Linked DNA regions of Mus musculus: region 2 is linked to region 1. A link is a contact called in public promoter capture Hi-C data. All regions are on one chromosome and are shown on one strand. The core of a region is the stretch at or near the end of the contact, and the rest is flanking DNA. Distances in the headings are between cores, read along the strand shown.

Region 1 (4,035 bases), core at 744-3,243:
CTTTGGCTGCCACGTGAATTTGGGAGTTGGGAGGTTCTTATAGGTCCACACGCCTATAAGCTGTCTGAGGAATCCTAGAATGAGGACAGATGGAGCTTACAAGATCTGTCTGGGGAACTGGGCGTGGGGGGGAGTACAGCCTAAGAGAATAGATCAAGAGAGAGAAGGCGGAACAGTGTGCAGAGAAAAATAGGCTGGTGTCTGTGTGCTGAGGAGCATAGGACGAGTTATACAAAGTCACATTTCCGCGTCTGGTCTGTGGGAGGGAGTGGTCACGGTCTTCCTTACATTGTACTTAATAAAGGCAGATGCTGAAGGGAATTCTGGGGCAGCTGCGTCACATCTCACTGAGTCAACTTTTAACAAAACTTGAAAACTCATTCTCAAATGATAAAAAGGCCACCTGTAACACTCAGGCAATGCTAAGTAAGCCACGCAGAGAAAAGGAAACCCAGGAGGTGACTTGACAGAGGAAGTTTTTCTGGTCTTCACTTCTAGCTACAAAAAAACCCACATTTGATGAACAGGAAGCAGCTGGGTCTGGCACACAGTAGACAAATGTTTGCAAAGCAGAGGTTTGGTTTGCTTCTGAGAGTAATCTTTATCTAAATAACTACTTAGAAACTAAGTATGTTATTTGAAAACTTCTTTTTTTTTGGACCAATCTCTTTTCTTCCTCCGGAAATCTTCTCATTTGATGACTATTTCTTCTGTAATTTCAAACGGGACGTATGAGGCAATGTCACAAATCGTTCTTTTTTTTTTTTTTAAGCTTTGAAATTATTTTTAAAATTTCTTCTCACACCCCTCCCCCGCGCGCGCCCGGCCCCGGGTGAGTAGCGACCAGGTGGGCAGCACAAGCCTTTAATCCCAGCACTCCGGAGGCGGGAGGCAGAGGGAAACAGTTCAAAGCTGTCCCGATCTGGAGACTTCCCGGCCAGCCAGAATTGTTCAGCGAAACTGTCTCAAGTAACAAAACGAAAGGGAAAATAAACACACACACACACACACACCCGTTTTTGCATGTATGAGGTACGCGTTTGCATTTGTGCATGGAAACACTTGTAGGAGTCAGAATATCACTCCTCACCTTCCATCTGATTTGAGGTAGGGCCTCTTGTTTTTAGGTACTGCCAGAGACCTTTCGGAGACTCATCTAGATTGGCACGACCGTCATCACCGCAGTTTGTCATTTCATCTTACAGTGTGCCCAGCAGTTTTTGCAACCCCCTTCACACTTCATCTTACCGAATGCCTCATTTTAATCTAACTGAAGATAAAATTTCCATCGGATCTCTGCTTCACACTTTCCCGAGTCACAGTAACCTGTGATCTCTTTAAATTTAAGGTGGTTTCAAAGACCTGCCCCAACACCTTCATTATCGGATCTGGGAACTGAGAGTCTGGAAGGAGAAGTCAGTCTTATCTGTCTGTCTGTCACTCTTTCTCTGCCTTGCTCCCCCCTCCCCACTACGTCTCTACTTTTCTCCCTTCCTTTCCTCTCTTGTCTTCTCCCCTCCCCTCCTTTCCTCTATTCTTCCCGGTTCTTTCCCGCTGGCTTGGAACTCCCTGTGTAGACAACAAGGTTGGCCTCGAACTCACTGAGATACTTCTGCTTGTCTCCTGAGTGCTGGGATTAAAGACCTGCGCCACAGGCCCGGCAAGCAGTCGCTTTTTAAGTGCACCTGTGTAATGGAGGTTAGTTATGATTGGTTATCTGTGATGCATTAAATTAGAAGCATCCCGGGAATCATTTTACCTTTCCGGTCACTTTCTAGCTCCCCGGAGGCCCTTTGTGACTGGATGACCGACTGTCTTCATCCTCCAATCGGGGCTTGGAGTCTCAGAGCTACACCAATTGAAGGTTACCGGACCTTCAATAAAGACCAATCGGATGCTAGAGCCTAGCAAGCGAACGGCGATCAATCAGAGCGCAGGAGCGGCAGCCGGGGAGCGGCTGGCCAATCAACGTGAGAGCGGTGAGGAGGGGGCGGAGCCTTCGTGCAAGGAGCACTGCGCAGCGCGACTGCGCTGCGGAGCCGGAACGGAGCCTGAGACCTGGTCGAAGCTGGTAGGGTTGGGCTGGGCGCGCGCGGATGGGAAGGGCTGCGTTGGGCGTCGCCTGGGAGAGAGGTACGGGAAGAGTCCCGGGCTACAAATGCCGTTGCCATGGCAACGCAGGTGCACAGTTCTGGGACCAGGGTCCCTGCTTCTGGACAGTTTTCAGGCTGGAGCCCCAAGGCCCATAGGGCCTCCAATACCCTAGGCTTGCAGGCTGCTGGGCTGCAACCTCTCGATGGCTGTCTTGGCAGCCGACGATCTGGACTCTCTCCTGGGGCACTAGGAAAACAGGTCTTAGCAATGTGACCAGTTGTGCTAGCTCAAGTCAGTTCGCTTCTAGGCCACCCCTGGGTGCAGCAAAGCTGCCTCATCCTGGAGATGTCACTGTAGACAAACTAGGGTGTCTCCAGAGATTTTTTTTTTAAGCATCCAGCGGAATGCTTTGTGCACAAATAATTCAGAGAATAGGTCCTTAGTGAATGAGTAAAGATCACAGTGGCAAAGATTCCAGGGGCTGGCTCTGCTCAGGAGAAGTAGAAAGCACATCACATATGCTGTTTCGAATAGGAATCGTGGTAAGCTAACGATAAGTTAAATTTTAATATATTTCATTTGACCCAAACATATTACCAGTATTAAATAAGTGGTAAGATATTTAAAATTGAGTCTTTTTTCCCAACCGAAGCTGTCCAGTCTCTAATCTTACAGTATATGTCAGTACTATCGGCCTCTTTTCAAATGCCCACTACCCATTTAAATAGTGCCTAACATCTTTGTTTATTTCATCTAGATTTTTTTTGTTTTGTTTTGTTTTGTTTGTTTTTTTGAGACAGGATCATGTTATGTAACCCAGGCTAGTCTCAAACTTGTGATCCTCCTGTCTTAGCTCCCAAGTGCCTGGCAAAGTCGGATTTAAAAGAAAATTAAGTATATTTATGTGCACCCATGTGAACAACAGGTTGTCACTTCTCTTCTCTCATGTTATGAGTCCCAATGAAATTGAATCCCATTGTTTGGATCGTTAGCAAGCCTCACCTGCTGAGCCATCTCACAAGCCTGAAACTAGTGTTTTAAGTGGATCTAACTCGGGCAATAATAACAGAGAACTGAAAATCTACAACAGACAAACAAATTGGCTGCTAGTTATTATTGGGAATTCAAGGGAAGAATCCTTAGGGCTCATGTAATAGTAGCAGGTATGTCTGGCCGGTGGCCTGCAGGCCACATGTGGCCCAGGACAGCTAGGAACGTTGCCCAACACAAAACGGTAAACTTCCTTAAGTCATGGGGACATTTGCTTTCCCATCTCGTTTTGTGACTTGTATGCTTCCTGAGGGTGTTTTTGTGGATGACAGTGTCGTGTTGGCAGTATCAAAAAGTTGAATGCACCAATGGGAAGAGGACTTGGGCCTGATCCTCGAACCTCTGGAAAATAAGGTTGTTTTAATTCAGTGAAAATGAGTCCAGTCTCTTTTGTTTGTAGGGTTGAAAACTAGCTGAATCCAGAGGCTCGCAGACTGAACCAGCGTTCCTCTCCCACCAGCCTCTCCACCATGATTCACAGCCTTTTCTTGATTAACTCTTCCGGAGATATTTTCCTGGAGAAACACTGGAAAAGTGTGGTCAGCCGCTCTGTGTGTGATTACTTCTTCGAGGCCCAAGAGAGAGCTACCGAGGCAGAAAATGTGCCTCCGGTCATCCCCACCCCTCACCACTACCTCCTGAGTGTTTACCGGCACAAGATCTTCTTTGTGGCTGTAATCCAGACAGAGGTCCCGCCTCTGTTTGTCATTGAATTCCTTCACCGAGTAGTGGATACATTTCAGGTTTGTAAATGTGAGAGTGTATAGAAATGTATATAAGCCATAAAAGAACCAAACCTTTGGTGGGCTGGCATTGTGTAGCCCAGGCTAGCCTGAGCTGCGTAGCCCAGCATATTTGCAGCCATCCTCCTGCCTCAGCCTTCTAGGTGCT
Region 2 (4,035 bases), core at 1,025-3,524, 3.0 Mb before region 1:
AAGGGAGAGCAGAGGCAGGGGCATTCTAGGATAGCCAGGATCATGGAGAGATCCTGTCTCAACCCAAGAACAAACAAAACAAAAACAAGCAATAACAACAAAAACAACTCGAAAAAACCAAAAGGCCCCATAAAGACTGGGACAGACACGTTCTAAAGGTTGTATATCAAATGAAAGGGTCTGAGATCCACAAAGTCCAAGAAGGCTTGAGAACACAAGCGCGTTTAGTAAGATAGCAGACTTGTTGTTAGAAGCTTCGGTAATTCACGTATCTAAGGAAAGGTGAAGGCAAAAAGTTCCACTAAGAGTATTTCATCACACTTCATAGATAGGCTTATAAAGTAGTGTATATGTGTATGCAGCTATAATACACATATAAATATATATTAATATCTATACCTGTAATATATGAGCAAACTTTAATATGTTTATCCCAGTCTATATAATCACAGCTGCTCTCTAATTTGCAAACTCACACAAAACATTTTTACTTGTTTGAAGTTGTAAATCATTTTGCTTTTGAAAAGTCACAGTATTAAAATGATTTTAAAATGCTGATTATAGACCTGAGAGATGGCTCAGTGCTAAAGAGTATTGTCTGGTCTTCCAGAGGACCCAGTACCCTCTTCTGTTCTCTCCAGCACCAGGCAAGCTCGCAATGCACATACATACATGCTCATATACAGCGGTTTTTTTTTTTTGTTTGTTTGTTTGTTTTTTTAATGCTGCTTTAAAAGTTATATTCATCCCAGCACTTGGGAGGCAAAGGCAGGAAGATTTCTGAGTTCCAGGCCAGCCTGGTGTACAAGGTGAGTTCCAGATCAGCCAGGGCTATACAGAGAAACCCTGTCTCGAAAAACCAAAAAAAAAAAAAAGTTATATTCAAGGAATCATACACAGGTAAGAATTCGGGGCGGGGGAATGAAAGTGGAGGCTGGAGAGATGGTTCAGAAGAGCACGTGTTGCTCTTGCAGAAGATCTGAGTTCCTTTCTCAGCACCCACACTGTGACTCTGTAACTCGGTCCATAACTCCAATTCCAGAGGATCCCAAGAAGAGAAAGTCATCTGGCTTCGTGGATACCAATATGCCCGTGGTTTAATTACATGTAGACGAGACATAAATACACAATAAATTAAACCTTTTAAAACCGAAATTGTAACCTCTTTATTTTTACAGGACTAACCTCCTTTTAGTAAAAGCAAAACTGTCAAACAGAAAAGAGTAAGTTTGAAGTGACTTAGCATTCGCAGAAAATCCCGTTATTACGTCCGGCACCTGTCTCTACAACTTTAATCTGAAAGTGCTAATGACCCTTACAGAAAAAGGAGAGTGCTAGTGGCTATACAACAGAAAGCCTACGTTCTCTGCTAATTAAATTCAACTGCTGTTGTCGGGTCTGGTGAGTCCTTTCTAGAAGCAATCTCCATCCATTCACTGTCAAACGCCTTACGAGGGGCGCAGCATCCGACTTGGGAACGCGAAGTGGCTCAGGCGACTTCCTTCGCGTGCTCTGCCCTTCACGTTCCCAAGTCGGATGCTGCGCCCCTCGGAAGGCGTTTCACAGCTTGGGGGGCGGGGGGCGGGGAGGTGTTACCCGCTCAAGGACAGAGAAGGCAGCTTGGGAAAAGGCTCCGTCCGAGGCTGTGAAGGCAGAACCACCCCGCCCGGGCCCAGAGATCACTCTCTGGGCCCTTGTCGAGGGACGCCCACTCGAAAAGGGGTCCCACACCAGGCTTCCCCCGAGGGAGAGGTTAGGTACTCACTGTCGATGTCCTCGATGAGGCTGGCGGTGCCGGGCATATAGTTCATGTTTGAGCTCTCGCAAGGCTGCACCGGACGGCCGCGAGGGCGTCCAGTCGCCCGTCGGCGGGACGCGGACGGGAACCGGCCGCTCACCTGCAGCTCAGACACCGCTAGTCGCCGGAAGCGTTTCAGGTGACCCCACCCACTTCCGGTATCGCCTGCCCGTCCGCCGAAAGAGGCGTGCCGGGCGTGTTGCCAGTCGGTGGCCGACCACGTTCTCTTCCCCTCCAGTCAGTGCAGTGAAGTCCAGGTCGGAAGGGCGGAGGATAGGCGTTTCCTCACGCGTGACGAGCGCTGCCCCTCGCCTCGCTTTCCCGACCCGAGGCCCGGATTGACCCGTACCGTCCATGACCGTTCCGCGCTCGGCGTGCAAGGGGCGGGACCGGCTCGGGATTGGCTGTAGCCGTCCTATCCCCCTCCGCCGCTCGCCAATAGCGGCCTCCCGCAGGCGCCTGCGCAATGGGACGGTCGTGGGGGGCGGGAAGCGCTTCGCGGCAGCGGAGCCCATGTCGGCCCTGAGGCGCTCGGGCTACGGCCCCAGTGACGGCCCTTCTTACGGCCGCTACTACGGGCCCGGGGGAGGCGATGTCCCGGTGCACGTACCTCCGCCCTTATACCCCCCTCTTCGTCCGGAGCCTCCCCAGCCTCCGGTTTCCTGGCGAGGGCGCGGGGGCGCCCCGGCCGAGACCACCTGGCCGGGCGAAGGCGCAGGTGGCGATGGCTACTACCCCTCGGGAGGCGCCTGGGCAGAAGCGAGCAGAGCCGGGGGAGGCCACCAGGTAAGCTTCGAAGTCTTTTCCGGGGCTCCAGTCGGGAAGTCTTGGGCAGAGGTGAGGACATTTGGGGGTTTTATACTTAGGGTCTGTTAGGACTCGGGTCTCTGATTTGTTCTTCTTTTGGGGACGGTGCAGAGACGAGGACCAGAGATGCGAGGGGAGCTAGGCTTGGGTTCCATTTGTCCCTTCGTTTTGTTTGTTTGTTTGTTTGTTTTTGCTTTTTTTTTTAACTTCAGCCATCATAAGTGTTCTTGTTAACCACGAAAAAAAAAAACGAAAAAATATTCTGCGCTGACTTCCTAAGCTTAGTAGCAGGCTGCAGGATCTCTTTCCCGAGAGCGTAGGTTAGCGTGATTGGGCTGTAACAATTTATCCTGCGTGGCTCGGGGAGCTGCAGCCCCAGCCCTTACTCAGCAGCCCCTCCCACGGGGAAGGGATCGAAACGGGGCGGGCTGATCACTTAGTTCCTTATCACTAAAGCTTTGCCTGGAATTGAATCAGGAGGGATCAATGTTGCAAAGTACCTTAATGTTCTATTTAATCATCGCAAGACTGCAAGACAGATGTTATTAATGCTTCCCAATTTTTGAATGGAGAAGGCTCTGAGAGACCGACTTGCTTAGTATGTTTGGACCTGTAACATTTTGTTGCTTGCATACATGCCAAAAGTGTGTTTCTATTTTATCTTCGTATGGGGCTATCATTCTAGGATGGTGGCACACATCTTTTGGCCTTTGTAACATTCTTACTTGCAGAAAATTAATTATAAAATTCTCACATATCCACGACGGGATTGTAAAATAGTACAGTGCTTTGGAAAATAGCTGGGTCGTTCCTAAAACTTCTGACAGAGAGTTAATTTATGATCTAGCAGGTCTACTTGTAAGTATACTCAAGAAATAGAAAACAAGGGCTGAAAAAACAAAAAACGACAAAAAAAAAGTCTGCTGGTGGTGGCGGCGCATGCCTTTGATCCCAACACTTGGGAGGCAGCCGGATTTCTGAGTTTGAGGCCAGCCTGGTCTACAAAGTGAGTTCCTGGACAGCCAGGGCTACACAGAGAAACCCTGTCTTGAAAAAAAAACAAAAAACAAAAAAACAAAACAAAACAAACAAAAAACAAGGGCTGGTGTGTTTAATCTCAGTACCCAGGAGGCTGAGGCAGACTAGCCAGCCTGGTTCACATGGACATAATGAGTTCCAGGACAGCCTGGACAACGTGGTGAGACCCTGTCTCAAAAAATGAACAACAACCACCACCACCACAACAAAGGAAAACATGTCCATATACTATTTAATACATCTTTTTAACATCATTAGTGATAATGGCCAAAAATTAGAAATAACTGGTACAGTTATCAACTGGTTGCTGGATTAACTAACATGGCTAACATTTTAGAACATAACATCTAGAAAGGTATGAATTGACCCCCCCCCTCCATCCCCACTCACAT

The links. Promoter capture Hi-C pulls out the DNA fragments that hold promoters and counts their contacts.
Region 2: a promoter capture Hi-C map of pre-B cells shows a contact between it and region 1, with 3 times the contacts expected there. The contact joins the promoter of Bag4 here to the promoter of Ap3m2 in region 1. A contact is called at or near these places in 2 of 39 promoter capture datasets (liver and pre-B cells) and 1 of 115 datasets of contacts at active chromatin or transcription factors (astrocytes).

The regions. Positions count from the first base shown.
Region 1 is chr8:22,803,612-22,807,646 of GRCm38.p6, reverse strand. Ap3m2 (adaptor-related protein complex 3, mu 2 subunit) reads left to right here and starts at 1,993. Exons shown (of 9, transcript NM_029505.3): 1 at 1,993-2,071; 2 at 3,545-3,887. The coding sequence starts at 3,615.
Region 2 is chr8:25,783,448-25,787,482 of GRCm38.p6, reverse strand. It overlaps Bag4 (BCL2-associated athanogene 4), which reads left to right and starts at 2,274. Exons shown (of 5, transcript NM_026121.3): 1 at 2,274-2,584. The coding sequence starts at 2,312. It overlaps Lsm1 (LSM1 homolog, mRNA degradation associated), which reads right to left and starts at 1,892. Exons shown (of 4, transcript NM_026032.1): 1 at 1,766-1,892. The coding sequence starts at 1,811.